2 separate regions of the Sus scrofa genome follow, and region 2 is linked to region 1. A link is a contact called in public HiChIP or PLAC-seq data. All regions are on one chromosome and are shown on one strand. The core of a region is the stretch at or near the end of the contact, and the rest is flanking DNA. Distances in the headings are between cores, read along the strand shown. Region 1 overlaps SYNE3 (nesprin-3). Region 2 holds the start of GLRX5 (glutaredoxin-related protein 5, mitochondrial).

Region 1 (6,875 bases), core at 2,047-4,546:
TTTGAGTGTGTGCTGGACTTTGTCCTTGACAAATACGTATAAGAGTAATTGGAGATTTAGGGTAATCTGTTCTCCAGAGAGGGCTGTTTGTGACGGCCAGGCAAGCCAGGACTTTATCATTCTGGAACCACTGAATCCAATTTCAAAATGTGAGGCTTCCTAGACCCCTGAAATGACTTAGAGCTGGGCTGCAACCCCAAACAAGGTCTGAGGTGACTTCTGATTCCCCTTGAGGTGTGTCAGCCAGAGGAGATGCTTCTCCAGAGGCTTCACCTCTGCAGGGTCCAGACTTTGACCTTGTCTCCCGAGCCCCGCGAGGCTGATGTGTTTCACAGCTGCTTGGTGCAGACTGGCAAATGCCCTACGGGCAAAAGTGGGTCTGGACACCAGGCTTACTTCTCTGGATCTTAACCTTTCCCTGGTTTGGCCTCACTCTTTTGTTCACTCTTTGAAGCCTTAAAGATGTTTCTAATATTTTGTCCTCGGCGAGAGCTTTAATTCCCATTACCTAGTTGGCCAAAGTCCTTCCTCCCTGTGTCCTTCCTCCTATGCAGCCATTCCTTTCATCTCCTGCCACCACCACCCGGCTTGAGGCACATCAGAGGTGACTTAGTTCCCCAGGGGAAGCTCCCTTGCTCGGGTGGAACCCCCTATTCTAGGGGGGTCTGAGAAGCTAAGCTGTGTGCCTGAATCATGAAGCTGGCAGGATGGGAGAGAGCCAGGACCTCAGGCCAGAACTTAAGCTCAGGCTCTTAGATTTAGAGCCCAGACCACATCCCCGCATCCCCACATCACTACCTCCCAAGAGTCCTGAGGACACAAGATGCCACGATGCCATCTTAGGGAACAAGTTACTGTATTTTGATAGAAAAATCCATCCAGTCGCAACATCACTCTGCCCAGAGTAAAAAGGCCAACAGAGAGACATGGTCAACAACAGTAGCTTTTATAATGATGGTAACTCTTTTTTTTTGTTTTTTGTTTTGTTTTGTTTTGTTTTGTTTTGCTTTTTAGGGCCGCATCTATGGCATATGGAGGTTCCCAGGCTAGGGGTCCAATCAGAGCTGCAGCTGCCCACCTACACCACAGCCACAGCAACGCAGGATCCAAGCCATGTCTGTGACCTACACCACGGCTCATGGCAATGCCGGATCCTTAACCCACTGACGGAGGCCAGGGATCGAACCCACAACTTCATGGATACTTGGTGGGTTCAATACCGCTGAGTCACAACGGGAACTTTGTAATGATGCTGACGGGAGGACTTGGTTCTAGACTGCCAGAGCTGGAAGTGACCGTGGCGGTGGACACCACAGCTCCCCTTTCACACTGGAGTCCACTCTCTAACATCCCAGAGAGCAGCTGCCTAGCCTTGGCTTCCATTTGCATGGAAGGGATTCTCACTTTATGTGACCTGTGGGCTGCTTCTTAAGTGACATTTGACTGGCTCCTCCTGACCAACAGGTGGGGCCACCTTGGCCATTTGGAAGTTACCCTCGAGCCTGTCTTTTCCCTCTAGGAGCTGGAAGCTCGGGTCCCAGAAGGTCAGCATCTCTTTGAAAACCTCCTTCGTCTTGGACCAGCGAGGGGGTCTTTGGATGAGCTGGAGGATCTGCGCTACCGGTGGATGCTGTACAAGTCCAAACTCAAGGACTCCAGCCTCCTGCTGGTAGGTGCCCAGGATGCACGGGGAACAGGCCCCGGGGGAGACACAGCTCCGCCCACATCCACTCCACCCTGTGTCTCTGCAGACCAGGCTGAGACACACTCAGAGCACATGGAGCCTCATGGGTCCTGGGCACTTGACTTGCAATTTGTCATTGGCCATCCTGCCACTCAGAGAGACAGGAGCGCTAATCAGGACAGGTTTGCTACCTTCCCACCTGAAACCTGCATGTGTATCGTCCCATTTAGTGTTTCCAGGAGCTCCTGTTGTGGTTCAGCGGGTCATGGACCCGGCATAGTCTCTGTGAGGCTGAGGGTTTGATCCCTGGCCTCCTCACTCAGTGAGTTTAAGATCTGGTGTTGTCACAAGCTGCAGTGTAGGTGGCAGATGCAGCTTGGATCTGGTATTGCAGTGGCTGTGAAGTAGGCCGGCAGTTGCAGCTCCAATTCAATGCCCAGCCTGGGAACCTCCATATGCTGCAGGTGCAGCTGTAAAAAGACAAAGGAAAAAAACTTGCTGGTGCCTGCGTGGGTCAGTGGTGGAAGCACTGCCATTTAGTGCTTCCTGCAGCCCTTGACCAGAGTAATTGCCTCTCCAGCCTGCAGATGGGAGCTGAGACCCTGAGGAATTAAAAACTCAGCCAAGTTCACTGGGCTAGTAAGGGGCAAAGCCAGCTTCAGACACACCCTGGTGTTGGAGGCGCGGTGGTGGGAACCCTGGAGTGGACGCTGGGACCCCTAAAATCTAGGGCCCCTCCTCCACTAACCTGCTTCGTGACACTGAGGAAGGACCTTCTCCCTTTGGGCCCTTGGGTCTCACACAAAATAATGGTAACAGCCACATTAATAACGGCCTTTATTAAATGCTATGTCCTCATTACAGCTTTATAAAGGAGGTGCTGTTATTATTGCCTGAAAACTGATAGGGACACTGAGGCACATGGTTTCACCCGAGGAGAGGGTGGGTGGGTGGGGGGTGGCCTCCTGGAGCTGCAAGCTCTGGGGCTCCAGCTTTGCTGGCCCCGAAGCAGCCAAGTCAGCCACTAGGTGTCAGCCCAGCCCCAGCCAGGTCGGCGCGCCCGTGGCCTTGGCCCAGGCCTTCCCAGACGGAATCCCACCTGGGCCCAAAGTGCGTTAAAAAGCTCATTAAATTGAATCACCTGCTGGTTCAGCCTGTCCAGATGACCAGGAGTTTTAAAGAAACACTCCCCTGACAAAATGAATATTCCATTACAGGCTCTGCTGGGATTTAAGTTTCACTCACTTAACTTCGTTTTTTTCCCCGTTTCCTCTCCTTCCCTAAAATAACAGACGGGGAGTTCTCCAGGGGAGCCGACTGGATTCCAAAAGGTACGGCGTCTGCCATCTGCTCTGCTCGGCTAGAGGGCAGGGCGTCTGGGGGCGGGGGGGGGGGGGGCTGCGTCGCTGGGGCAGGACCCCTGGGCTTTCTGGAAGGTTCCGTGAGGCCCAAGGAAGGTGTATGAGGCATTGGCTCTGGGTTGCACTGTCCTGGGCTCCAGGGCCCTGACTCCCGGGGACACACAAAATGTACTTGGCTGTGACAGGGCCTGGGAGATGAGAGCATCCTGGATAATATCCAGGACCCTGTTAATAATTATCTGTGATGACAGGCCTAAACCAGGACTGTCCCAGGCACCCTGGAGGGTTCCAGGCCACCTGAGTAGTAGACGGCATAGGGGCTCAGGGGGGACACAGAGGAGGGGGTGGCTGTGCCCGTTGTGTTCCACCAGCCGCGTTTCCACTTCGGCCTTCTGTGACAAGCAGGGCTTGCAGGGCAAAGCAATGACACTAGCAGCAGTAATCACAGCAATAATTAGGAATAATAATTATTACTCTAGATGCTGTGTGTTGATCATTCACTGTGTGCCAGGAGTCTGCCAAATCGTGGTTAGGGCGTTCCATTGACACCCAGGAGGTGTCACTGCTGCCGTGTTATACATGAGGAAAGCCAGACATGGCCAGATTGGAGGGACATATTCAGGGAAGGCACAGGACTCCTGAGAGGGCCCTGGCCTCTGAGTCCTCAGCCCATGCCTACCTTCCTCACTGTGCCTTGGAACAAGCATGCCCGGGCCCGATGGCTCTCTTCACTTCTGCAAAAGCCCCGTGGAAACTGAATCCCCAGTGCCACCTTTTCTGAGAGAGCGCTGGTTGTCCTGCCGAGTGTTGGTTCCTGACGACGTGTGCCTCTGGCAGGCTCTGTTCCAAAGAGCCCCGGGGCCTCCAGCCCCCTTGTGCTGTGGTCTGGTCCCCAAGGCCTCTGTACACCCGCACTTCTTGGTCTCCAGCTCGTATTCGTGTCTCCATCTACAGGACAAGTGGTGTCCCAGGGCTGGAGTGGGGGCGGGGGAGAACCAGAGTCAGGAGGCCAGCGCTGTGCTCTGAGCCCCGCAGCCACCAGCCGTGAGGTCTTGGGCAAGTTGCTTTGACTCCTGCGGCTTACTTTCCCCATCTGTAAAATGGAACCGTCAATGCTGACTTTATACCATGAACAAATTTTGAAGCTCATGTGAACGATTCATTCTCTTTTCTTTTTTAATTTAGAGCCACAGGTGCAGCATGTGGACTTCCCAGGCTAGGGGTCCGGTTGAAGCTGCAGCTGCCGGCCTACACCACAGCCACAGCAATGCCAGATCTGAGCCACATCTGTGACCTACACCACAGCTCATGGCAATGCCAGATCCCTGATCCACTGAGTGAGGCCAGGGATCAAACCCACACCCTCATGGATCCTAGTCAGATTCAGTTCCAATGAACCACAATGGGAACTCCTACTGTTCATGTTTTTGTTTTTGTTTTTGTTTGTCTTTTTAAGGCCACACCCAGGGCATATGGAGGTTCTCAGGCTAGGGGTCGAATGGAACTGTAGCTGATGGCCTACACAACAGCCACAGCAAAGCCAGATTCTTAACCCACTGAATGGGGCCAGGGTTCGACCCTTCATCCCCATGGATGCTAGTCAGATTCGTTTCCGCTGAGCCATGATGGGAACTCCTACCATTCATTCTTTAGAGAAGAGCTGAAAGCCCTGGTCCACCGCCCCCCACCCCATTTAGAAGAACAAGGGGCTCTTGAGAAATAGGGGAGAACCTCAGGAAGGGCAGGGTGGCCCACTCTGCCCAGGCTGCGACTCCTGGTGGCACTTGGGGGGCCCAGGGCCAGGTGTCCAGGCTGCCTCCAGTTCCCGCACTTTAAGCCCCTCTCTGGCCTGTAGCTCCCAGACCAGAGTCCAGCGGGGAGTCATGTCTGGGGGTGCCCTGGTGGTTTTGAGTAGGGGGACACCTGACTGGCTGATACCAGCCCTGCAGCGCGACTCAGGCTCCTGGGGGCCTGAGAGCCGGTTAACGTGGAGTGTTCACAGCCGCGTGTTCAGTATCGTCTCATTCATTCATTCCACAAATACGTACCGAGTGCCGACTTTGTGCCAAGCACTGGTTTAGCTACTTGAGATGTAGCACAAGAGTGAAGGTCTGCCCAGGTGGGCGGCACATGCTGCCTATGGAGCCTATGGGGTGGGGGGACATGGGAGAGAGAGGGTCACACGCCCAGCTGGGCTGGCGTTGCTCTGGTCAGAGAGTGCCCAAGGACAGCAGGCGCCTGTGGTCTTTACAGCTGCAAGGTGGATCTTATCTATGGCAGATGTCGGGCACAGCTTCGGGGGGTATGCAAAGCAGGCAGGCTCTAAATAGCGAAAAAAAAGAATCTGCTTCTTCGGATTGAAAACAAATGGAGGTGTGAGAGTTTGAGTTTGGGGCTGGCTTTTGAGCTAATGGCTCTCAGCCCCTGTGAGGAAGCAAGCCACCCAGAGGCCACTATGCAGAGGCCTTCCAGGGCTCTTTAATATGACAGTTTGATTAAGCACAGGTTTCTGGTCCCCACCCCCGGAGTTTCAGATGCCTTAGGTCTGGGGTGGCCCTAGGATCTGTATTTCCAGTAAGTTCCCAAGGTGATGCGGCCACTTCTGGCTCGGGGACCAGACTTTGAGCACCGCTGCTTTATGCTCTGGATTTGAATCCAGGATCCACCACTAGTGTGTGTGATCCATTGGCGAGTCACTTAACCACAGTTTTCCAGTGAAGACAATATGGGTCCCCCAAACTAAGAGTCAAGTTCTCCTTGTAAACTAATGCAAAGCAGGCTCTTAATTGCCACGAAGATAAGGACCCTGGAGATATCTGCAGACACTGCCCCTGCTTCTCTCTCTCAGAGCCGGGGGGTAAAGCCACTTCCGGGGGTGGATGGGGATCCTCCCGACGGTGTGGTTCTGGCGTTCCGCCAGGTGGGGTGTGCGCATGCATATGCGTATGTTGGGTCTGCACACGCATACCCACCTGCACACACACACACGCGGGCCCAGCAGGTAGAAAGTAGGTGCTGTCTTCCGAGGCTGTAATCTTGCCAACTTAAAAACATTCCATATATTATTTTTAGTCCGAAGGGAAGGGGAAAAAAAAAAAAATCCCTGCCCTAAAGCTAATTATTTATGAGCAGTTGGCTCTCCACGCTTTTTTTCCTCTCCACGAACCGAGCCACTGAAGGTTCCAACTACGTCAGTGCCTTCAGCCTGCTTGTTTATATAAACAGGATAATTAAGATTTATTAAATTTGCAGCTGCCCACACACTTGCCAGCTCAGTGCCACCGGATACGTCTGCCTGCAGCCTTCAGACGCATGAAATATCATTGCTTTTCAAGTTGCCATTGGGCTGTGAAATTCCTGCCTTGGGGCATAGAAGTGGTCCCGCGTCAGACAGCCGTGTAGTGGAACAGATTTGCCCATGTTTGCGTTTGCCGGGGTGACCTAGGCAGGGCCAGGCGCTGGAGTTGCGGGGGGTGGGGGGTGGAGAACGAAGTCCTCCCGTGGGTCCCCTGCTGTGGCCCCTGAGCGATGGATCGAGATGCTGAGAGACCCGAGGGTGGCATTTTATGCACTTGCCCATATTTCACAGGTTTTAAAACTCAGTTTTTCCCATCGCTGGAACGGGGTTGTCTTATTAGTCTAGTTCTTCCAGCGAGGATTGGGGTTTACGTCCTTCTATCACCCGGGACACTGAGATTTCTCTCCCTCTTTTTCTTTCTTTTTTTTTTTTTTTTTTTGTTTGTTTATTTAATGATCATGGATGGATCGAGGGCGAGGGAAGGAAGGCACGGCAGCCTGGTACCCACACATCTGCTACTGGGCAGGGCCCC
Region 2 (6,875 bases), core at 2,001-4,500, 100 kb before region 1:
TCGGAGGCCAGAGACTGAACCTGCGTCCTCATGGATACTAGTCGGGCTTGCTTACCGCTGAGCCACAACGGGACCTCCTCGGATTTTTCAAAAAAGAAAAAAAAAAATCCAAAAAACTCAAGGAAGGCCGAAACACACGAAGCGGCCTCGCAGTCACCTTTGTTCTGCGATCTCAGGCTGAGACCCCTCCGCATCACACACCTCGAACCCAGCACCCACAACTAGGAGATGGTGTCAGCGGGTCTTCCGCTGACTTGGGCCCTTTGTAGAGCTCAGCCTCCCCTGGCACAAGAAAACAGGAAAGGCTGATTTTGCAGACACGCCTCTCCTGTTACTAGAAGTGACCTTGGGTTGGGAAAGGCACAAGGACATATCTTTAGTTGGCAAGAGCAAGCATCAGACAGCCTGCTGGTCTCCACGGCCCAGAGGGCAAGGTGAGGCATCCTAATGGTTGAAAGCCTCACCCTGGTGAAACCAGCCCCTTCTGCGGTCACACGCTTACACCACCCCGCCCCAGTCTGGAGGTTAATACGTACACCAATGTACACTTTCTAAGCAACGAAGACTAGTGTTAGGTTCAGTTTATGTGCAACACGTGTACTAAGCAAAGGAACAATCTGAGCAACTCAGCGGTCAAGAAATTTGAGGATTAAAGTCTGTTGCTTGAATGCTTAAGAACAGAAGACCAGAAGCCAGACGCCCAAGTGCTCTCAGTAAACACTCCTCCATTCCTGCCCCTATTTTCAGTTTACTGCCCATATTCCAGCATAGCCCATCTCTGGCTGTATTTTTTTTTTTTTTTTGTCTTTTTTTTTTGCTATTTCTTCGGCCGCTGCCTCGGCATATGGAGGTTCCCAGGCTAGGGGTCGAATCGGAGCTGTAGCCACCGGCCTACGCCAGAGCCACAGCAACGCGGGATCCGAGCCGCGTCTGCAACCTACACCACAGCTCACGGCAACGCCGGATGGGTAACCCACTGAGCAAGGCCAGGGACCGAACCCGCAACCTCATACTGGGTGTATTTTTTAACCTTTCTAAAGTGAAGGGTAGTTGACTGACAATGTTTCAGGTGTATGATAAAGTCAGACCATCTCTGGGTCTGTGAATCAGAATGGCAATTCACACACCAAAGACACTCAAGACTTTACTGTCAGCAAAATATCAACAACACAACTTTTTGCAAGGGGCCTCAGGCATGGTCCCGGCAGGGAGATTGCAGAGCAGTTTCTCCTATCTAATCTTTCAAGCAGGAACGCCAGTGCCAGCTGAAGACTGCAGCTCACCCTGTCTTTGAAAAAAAACCCCGCAACTGGGAGCATTTCAAGAAGACAGAGGATCATAAGCACAATACACTGTAATGACATATACCTGGGAACGCTAAGCTGCCTTCTCCGCTCCTCTTTTCCATCCACCAAAACCAAGAGCTCTCTAAGGATCAGATAACCTGGGTGGGGAGGAACTTTTCAAAACATAAAGTGCTAATAATAAAACAGAGACCATTTAATGGGTGTCTTCTGTGTGCCAGGAAAGATGACAGGCACTTTCGAAAAAGTTTTTCTTTCTCTTTTTCCCTCGCAAAAACGTTGTCAAGTGTGGTTTCATCATCCTCCTGCTACTGAGAAGGAAAATGCACGTGTGTGACTTGCTCTGTGGCTGACTGGCCGCAGAAGGACTCTAGCCCAAAGCCTCTCCGTGACACCGGCCTGGCTCCTTGATGTCGGAGTGTCTACGATTGACAACTTCAAAAGCAGAATTCTCCTTGTAGAACACCAGAGAACCTGGTGCCCTCAAACTCCCTCCAGAACACTGTCAAAAGCCTGATACGAGGGCGATGCTGGAACTCAGACACTGAAAGTCTAACGTAAAGGCCACCCTTCGGAGGGTACAAGCATCGTCTCCCCATTTCTCCAGCAACACCATCAACCCTAGCCAAGGGCAGACCCAGGGGTTCCGGTCTCTTCCTCTTTCTCTGCCTTCACTCAGATAAACAGAAGACTGCAGGGAAGGATCTTAGCTTGGAGTTCAACAGGAAAGACGCTAATTAGCTGCCAAGGCCCTCCACCTTGCCCCAGGGCCCAGGGAAAAGGCCCAGACCCTCCTCCATCTGCCTGGCCCTGGGCTCCTGGAGCTCCCAAACCTGAGTTAGCCGGGGCCCAAAAGTCATCCCTCCATCCCATCCCTACAAGCCTCTCCAAGCCCTAGCCCCCAGCTTTCCCCCATCTCGAGTACCTAAAAACGAATTTCCTATCTTTTTCTCCCACAACGCCAGAACCCGGCTAAGACCAGTCCAAAAGCTGTGTCAAGCCCCTCCTTGCAGCAACAACAGTGGCCGGTCCCTGACACCGCGAGCCTCGAGGCACAGCAGACCAGCCTCCGACCCCCTTGGCCTCAACCTCGGCCCTCCCTCCACCATCAACAGGACACTTATCCACGAGACAGGTCACGGCTTCAAAGTGTCTCCTTAGTGGTTCCCCCTGTATCCCTCTTTGTCCCACCTTCCCAGCTCTGCAGAGCGAGGAGTGAGGCTGCTGACCACGATACTTGGACTCAGCCCCAGAGAATGCCCCCGAATGCCTATTTCTGCTCAGAGTGAGGTTCGGGGGAACAGCTAAGTAAGGACTTACCCCACTGCCCAGGTTGGCCCAGGGCCCCAGATCCTCAAGACCCGGTTCAAGGTGATCACGCCCCCACTCCAGACCCTCCAACGCGGAGTGGAAGCCCGCGCCCTAACCCCGTTTGAACCTCCGCAGAGACCTTGGCGGAGAGACCCTCCCCCCCGCAGAGAGGCCTCGGCCTGTCGCCCCCCAGCCCCGCCCCCGCCGGCCCTGACCTTGCCGGAGCTGGGGGTCGTCCAGCACGTTGTAGGCCGCGTAGTCGCGGACGCCGTGCAGCCGCAGGATCTGCACCACGGCGTTGCTGAAGCCACACTGGGGCTGCTCTGGCGTCCCCTTGAGGAAGACCACCACCTTGTCCTTCTTCACCAGCGTGTCCAGATGCTCCGCTGAGCCGCTCCCGCCCGAGCTCGCCGCCCGCACGCCCGGGACCCACAGACCACCGCCTACGCCGCGCCCCCAGCGGAGCAGAGCCGCCGCCGCCCGGCCCAGGGACGCGCTCATCCCCGTACGCTCGCCGGAGCCCTGGACAGCTCGGGACCTGAGTTAGACAGCAGGAGCCTCGCTGGGGCCTGGCCAGCGGCGGCCCGCCCCGTCCCCCGGAGACCCTCATTGGACCGGCTCCGAATAGCTCTACGTGATTGGACAACGCTGGCCGGCAATTACTGGATTCTACCAATCATATTACTTGTCCCGCCCCGATAGCTTGGAGGAGGTCCTTAGCTTGACGCCTTACCATTGGCGGTTGGCAACCTCTCTATCAGTTGATTGGAGAGAGTGCATGTCCATCAAGGTCACGCTTGAGACTAGCAGAGGCGAAACCAGCGGGAAGACGACTTCGCCACCAAGGGCGGGCGGGCCTGCTGGGATACTCCGGGTGAGTGGGACGCACTGGGCGGGGTTTCGCCGTTCCGAGGATGTCGGGGAAGGGGGGTCACTGCCAGATGGAGGTTCCGGTTCCGGTGCAGTGTCTGGCTGGTTGCGTTGCTACGGCAGCGCGGTTGGTAGGTGCCTGGTTCTTGCCGTAAGGGTGGTAGCGGCGCTGGAGTAGGTCTGGGTCTAGGAGAGCGGCCCGGAGCGTCTGTAATGCCGCAGCCGTTCGCGGCGGGAGCGTGGACCAAGCCGGGCTCTGGCGGCCAGGCCTGCCGAGGGCTACCGCGTCCGACCTGGCCCTGTGCCTCGGAGCCTCTCGCGGTCCCGCCGCCCATGTGAGAGCGGAGGCCTGGTTTCCGCCCATGGGCCGCGATTACTTCACTAAAACAGCTTTTATTTTAAAACACTGTAGAGCGCTCTCGTCTGTGTGATCGGGGCTTCGCTGACTTTCCGGCCTACTTAAGCCCCTGGGCCTGGGCCCAGGAAGGGTTTGTTGAACCGGGAGCTAAGAAGGGAATTGGCTCGTTCGACAGACGTTTTCTGCGCAGCTGTGGCGTGCAAGGCACGGGGCCGGTGCGGGACCTCCAGAGAGACCTGTGCCCAAAGCTTGAGAAATGAGAAGCAGGTACAAAGCAATGTGGGGTGCAGAGGAGGGAAAGGCAGTTTCCTTAGACCCACTGCTTTCTCTAGTCTCCATTGTGCTTATTACACCTTGACACGTGTTTGCTAACTTGTTTGTTGACTTCTCTCCCGGACCCTCGACTTCATTCACTGCTGTATTCTCAGTACCTAGAACAGTGCTTGGAACGTGGCGGGTGCACATATTGGTGGAAAGAACGATTCCCGGGAGAGCGGGGCTCAGCGACATCGCCAAGTGATCTGTAGTCTTGGAGCCGCCCAGGGTTGGTGGTACCCTAGAGCACACCAGACTTGCAGAGAAAGCAGACTCAGAGGAAGCTGAGGCATAACTGCTCAAGAGCCAGCAGTACGATGTGCAATTTTCCTCTGATAGTTCCTGGGTACTGTTGCCACGGTGATAATGGCTGTGCCAGTGCCGTTATCTATCAACCGACAGTAAGAGCAGCTTTTTGCAGTCAGATATTGTTTAACAGATGGAGTGGTTTCTGTTGGACACTAAGTACTGCTACAAGTTACTTTTTTTAAAAATTATTTTAGGAGTTTCTGTTGTGACTAAGCGGAAACGAATCGCCCTAGCATCCATGACGACGCAGGTTTGATCCCTGGCCTTGCTCAGTGGGCTAAGGAATCCCGGTTGCCATGAGAGCTGTGGTGTAGGTCGCAGACCAGCTCGGATCTGGTGTTGCTGTGGCTGTGGTGTAGGCCAGGGGCTACAGCTAGGATTCGATCCCTAGCCTGGAACCTCCATATACTGCGGATTCGGCCCTAAAAAGACCAAAAAAAAAGAAAAAAAATTTTTTTTTTTTTGTTACTGAAATGTAGTTGATCTACAATGTTGTGTTAATTTCTGCTGTACATCAAAGTGATTCATTTATACATATATATTCTTTTCCATTATGGCTTATCACAGGATATTGAATAGAGTTGCCTGTGCTATATAGCAGGACCTTGTTGTTTATCCATTCTATGCATACTAGTTAGCAGCTGCTAATCTCAAATTCCCACTCCATCCCTCCCCCGCCCCTCACATTATTTTTTTTTAATTTAAAGTAGTTTATAAGTTGTTGCTGGAGGTGATCTGCTTCGGAGGCACTCCCATTTAAACATCGGAAAATTAGTACATGTGCTCTCAGCCAGTGAGTTCTCCAAATACGCATTTAGCAGGAAACTCGAGTTCAGTAAACTGAAAATAAACTGAAGACGTTACTCAGAAGTGCTCCTCGGTGACATACGTATTTTATCCCCATCAATGTTACTGATGTGTAGTAGTTTTCCAATGTAGGACCCAAAATTGATCAGCTTCTTAAAGAATCCTATTGTTTTTTCATCCCCCAGATTCCTGGATTCCAGGTAAATCAGAGGAACAAACCTGAACAGAAATATACAGGAAGTGATGTGATGCTGAAGCTTAACGCTTATTTCAGAAGTCTGGTATCTGGTGCTCTTAACAGCAGAAACTATATTATTTGCAAAATCACCACGCTTTTACTTGTATTATATAGTAATTTTTTAAAAAATAAATATTGACAATTTGTTCTTGAAAGCCTGAATTGTTTATTGCCTACCCTAAACTGTCTAATTCTGCTCTTGTGTCAACTGGAATAGGGAAGAGTATTTGCAAGCTTAAGATCTGAGGATCCAGGAGTTCCGTGGTGGCTCAGTGGTTAACGAATCCAACTAGGAACCATGAGGCCTTGCTCAGTGGGTTGAGGATCCAGCATTGCCATGAGCTGTGGTGTAGGTCGCAGATGCGGCTCAGATCTGGTGTTGCTATGGGCTGTGGTATAGGCCGGTGGCTACAGCTGACTGAACCACTAGCCTAGGAACCTCCATATGCTGTGGCGTAGCCCTAGAAAAGGCAAAAGGACAAAAAAATCTGAGGATCCAGAGTTGTAGAGCTAGTCTTGGGCTAGATCCTTTAAGCTAGTCATGGGGAGTCATGCAAGTATTGTTAGACATTTTGTTAAATTGAGAATACGCCGTCATTAAAGTTTAAGCATGATCATTGGGCCAGAGAATCAAAGGCTGTGTTGTCCAAACCGACAGTAGAGTTGCTGTGTACAGTCAAGTATAGTACGTTTGTCTGGAATGCAGGGATGTGGATGGCATCTCAGGGCCCTTTCAAGGAGCTAAGTGAGATGGCTTTGACACCCTGATCAAGGCCAGGAAAGCAGCTCAGGTATCTAAACCCCCCAAATAGAAACAACAGACCTAAATTTAAGGTTTTAATAAAACAACCAAAAATGTCAAATGTTGAACATACTCCTTTCTGTCTTTGATTTAAAAAAAACCACTCATCAAGTATTGGCACCAAACATCAGCGATTTAAAGAATCAAGGAAACAGTACAAAATATTTCTCTCAAAGCGCCCAACTCAGGTAGATGATTTGGCATGTGAGGTTTGAGTCTTCTCATTAGAAACTATAGCAGAAGTGTAGCAAAAGTTGTGACCTCTCTCATGAGGACATTGATGGGAGGTGGGGGTGGGAAGTACACAGAAATTTATGAGAATCCTGAGACTTGGATCATAAAATGTAGTTAGACTCCAAACAAATCATCCCACGTACACATGCTGACTGGGACATTCTAAAAATGTTTTTCTTCCCTCTGTTTATTTATAGAGACAGCTTCACTATATTTAGAAAAATTTCTCCTTTCTACCCACTCCTCCAAAAGCAAATTCACCATGGAACCCATAGTCGAGGCCTTGGGCATTTGAGATTGTTTCCTCCTATGTATCAGCCCTAAACG

What was found. HiChIP or PLAC-seq counts read pairs in DNA pulled down with a chosen protein or histone mark.
Region 2: a contact with region 1 is called in an H3K27ac HiChIP or PLAC-seq map of skeletal muscle. The contact joins the promoter of GLRX5 here to the enhancer-like site in region 1. A contact is called at or near these places in 5 of 5 promoter capture datasets (fetal liver, fetal skeletal muscle, liver and 1 more), 32 of 47 Hi-C or Micro-C datasets (adipose tissue, alveolar macrophages, blood and 16 more) and 2 of 2 datasets of contacts at active chromatin or transcription factors (alveolar macrophages and skeletal muscle).

What each region holds. Positions count from the first base shown.
Region 1 is chr7:116,679,677-116,686,551 of Sscrofa11.1, reverse strand. SYNE3 (nesprin-3) reads left to right here. Exons shown (of 20, transcript XM_003128709.4): 18 at 1,520-1,669; 19 at 2,977-3,015. Among named protein-coding and RNA genes, the nearest start is that of SYNE3, 87 kb to the left of the region's middle. Within about 2 kb of position 3,296, at least 7 of the 83 cell types and tissues checked have an H3K27ac peak or open chromatin away from gene starts, as enhancers often do. A contact at or near this core is called in liver and skeletal muscle, where this site is marked.
Region 2 is chr7:116,783,721-116,790,595 of Sscrofa11.1, reverse strand. It overlaps GLRX5 (glutaredoxin-related protein 5, mitochondrial), which reads right to left and starts at 3,250. Exons shown (of 2, transcript XM_001928993.6): 1 at 2,831-3,250. The coding sequence starts at 3,116. It overlaps LOC100525590 (a long non-coding RNA gene), which reads left to right and starts at 3,496. Exons shown (of 3, transcript XR_116071.3): 1 at 3,496-3,616; 2 at 3,898-4,110; 3 at 5,460-5,667.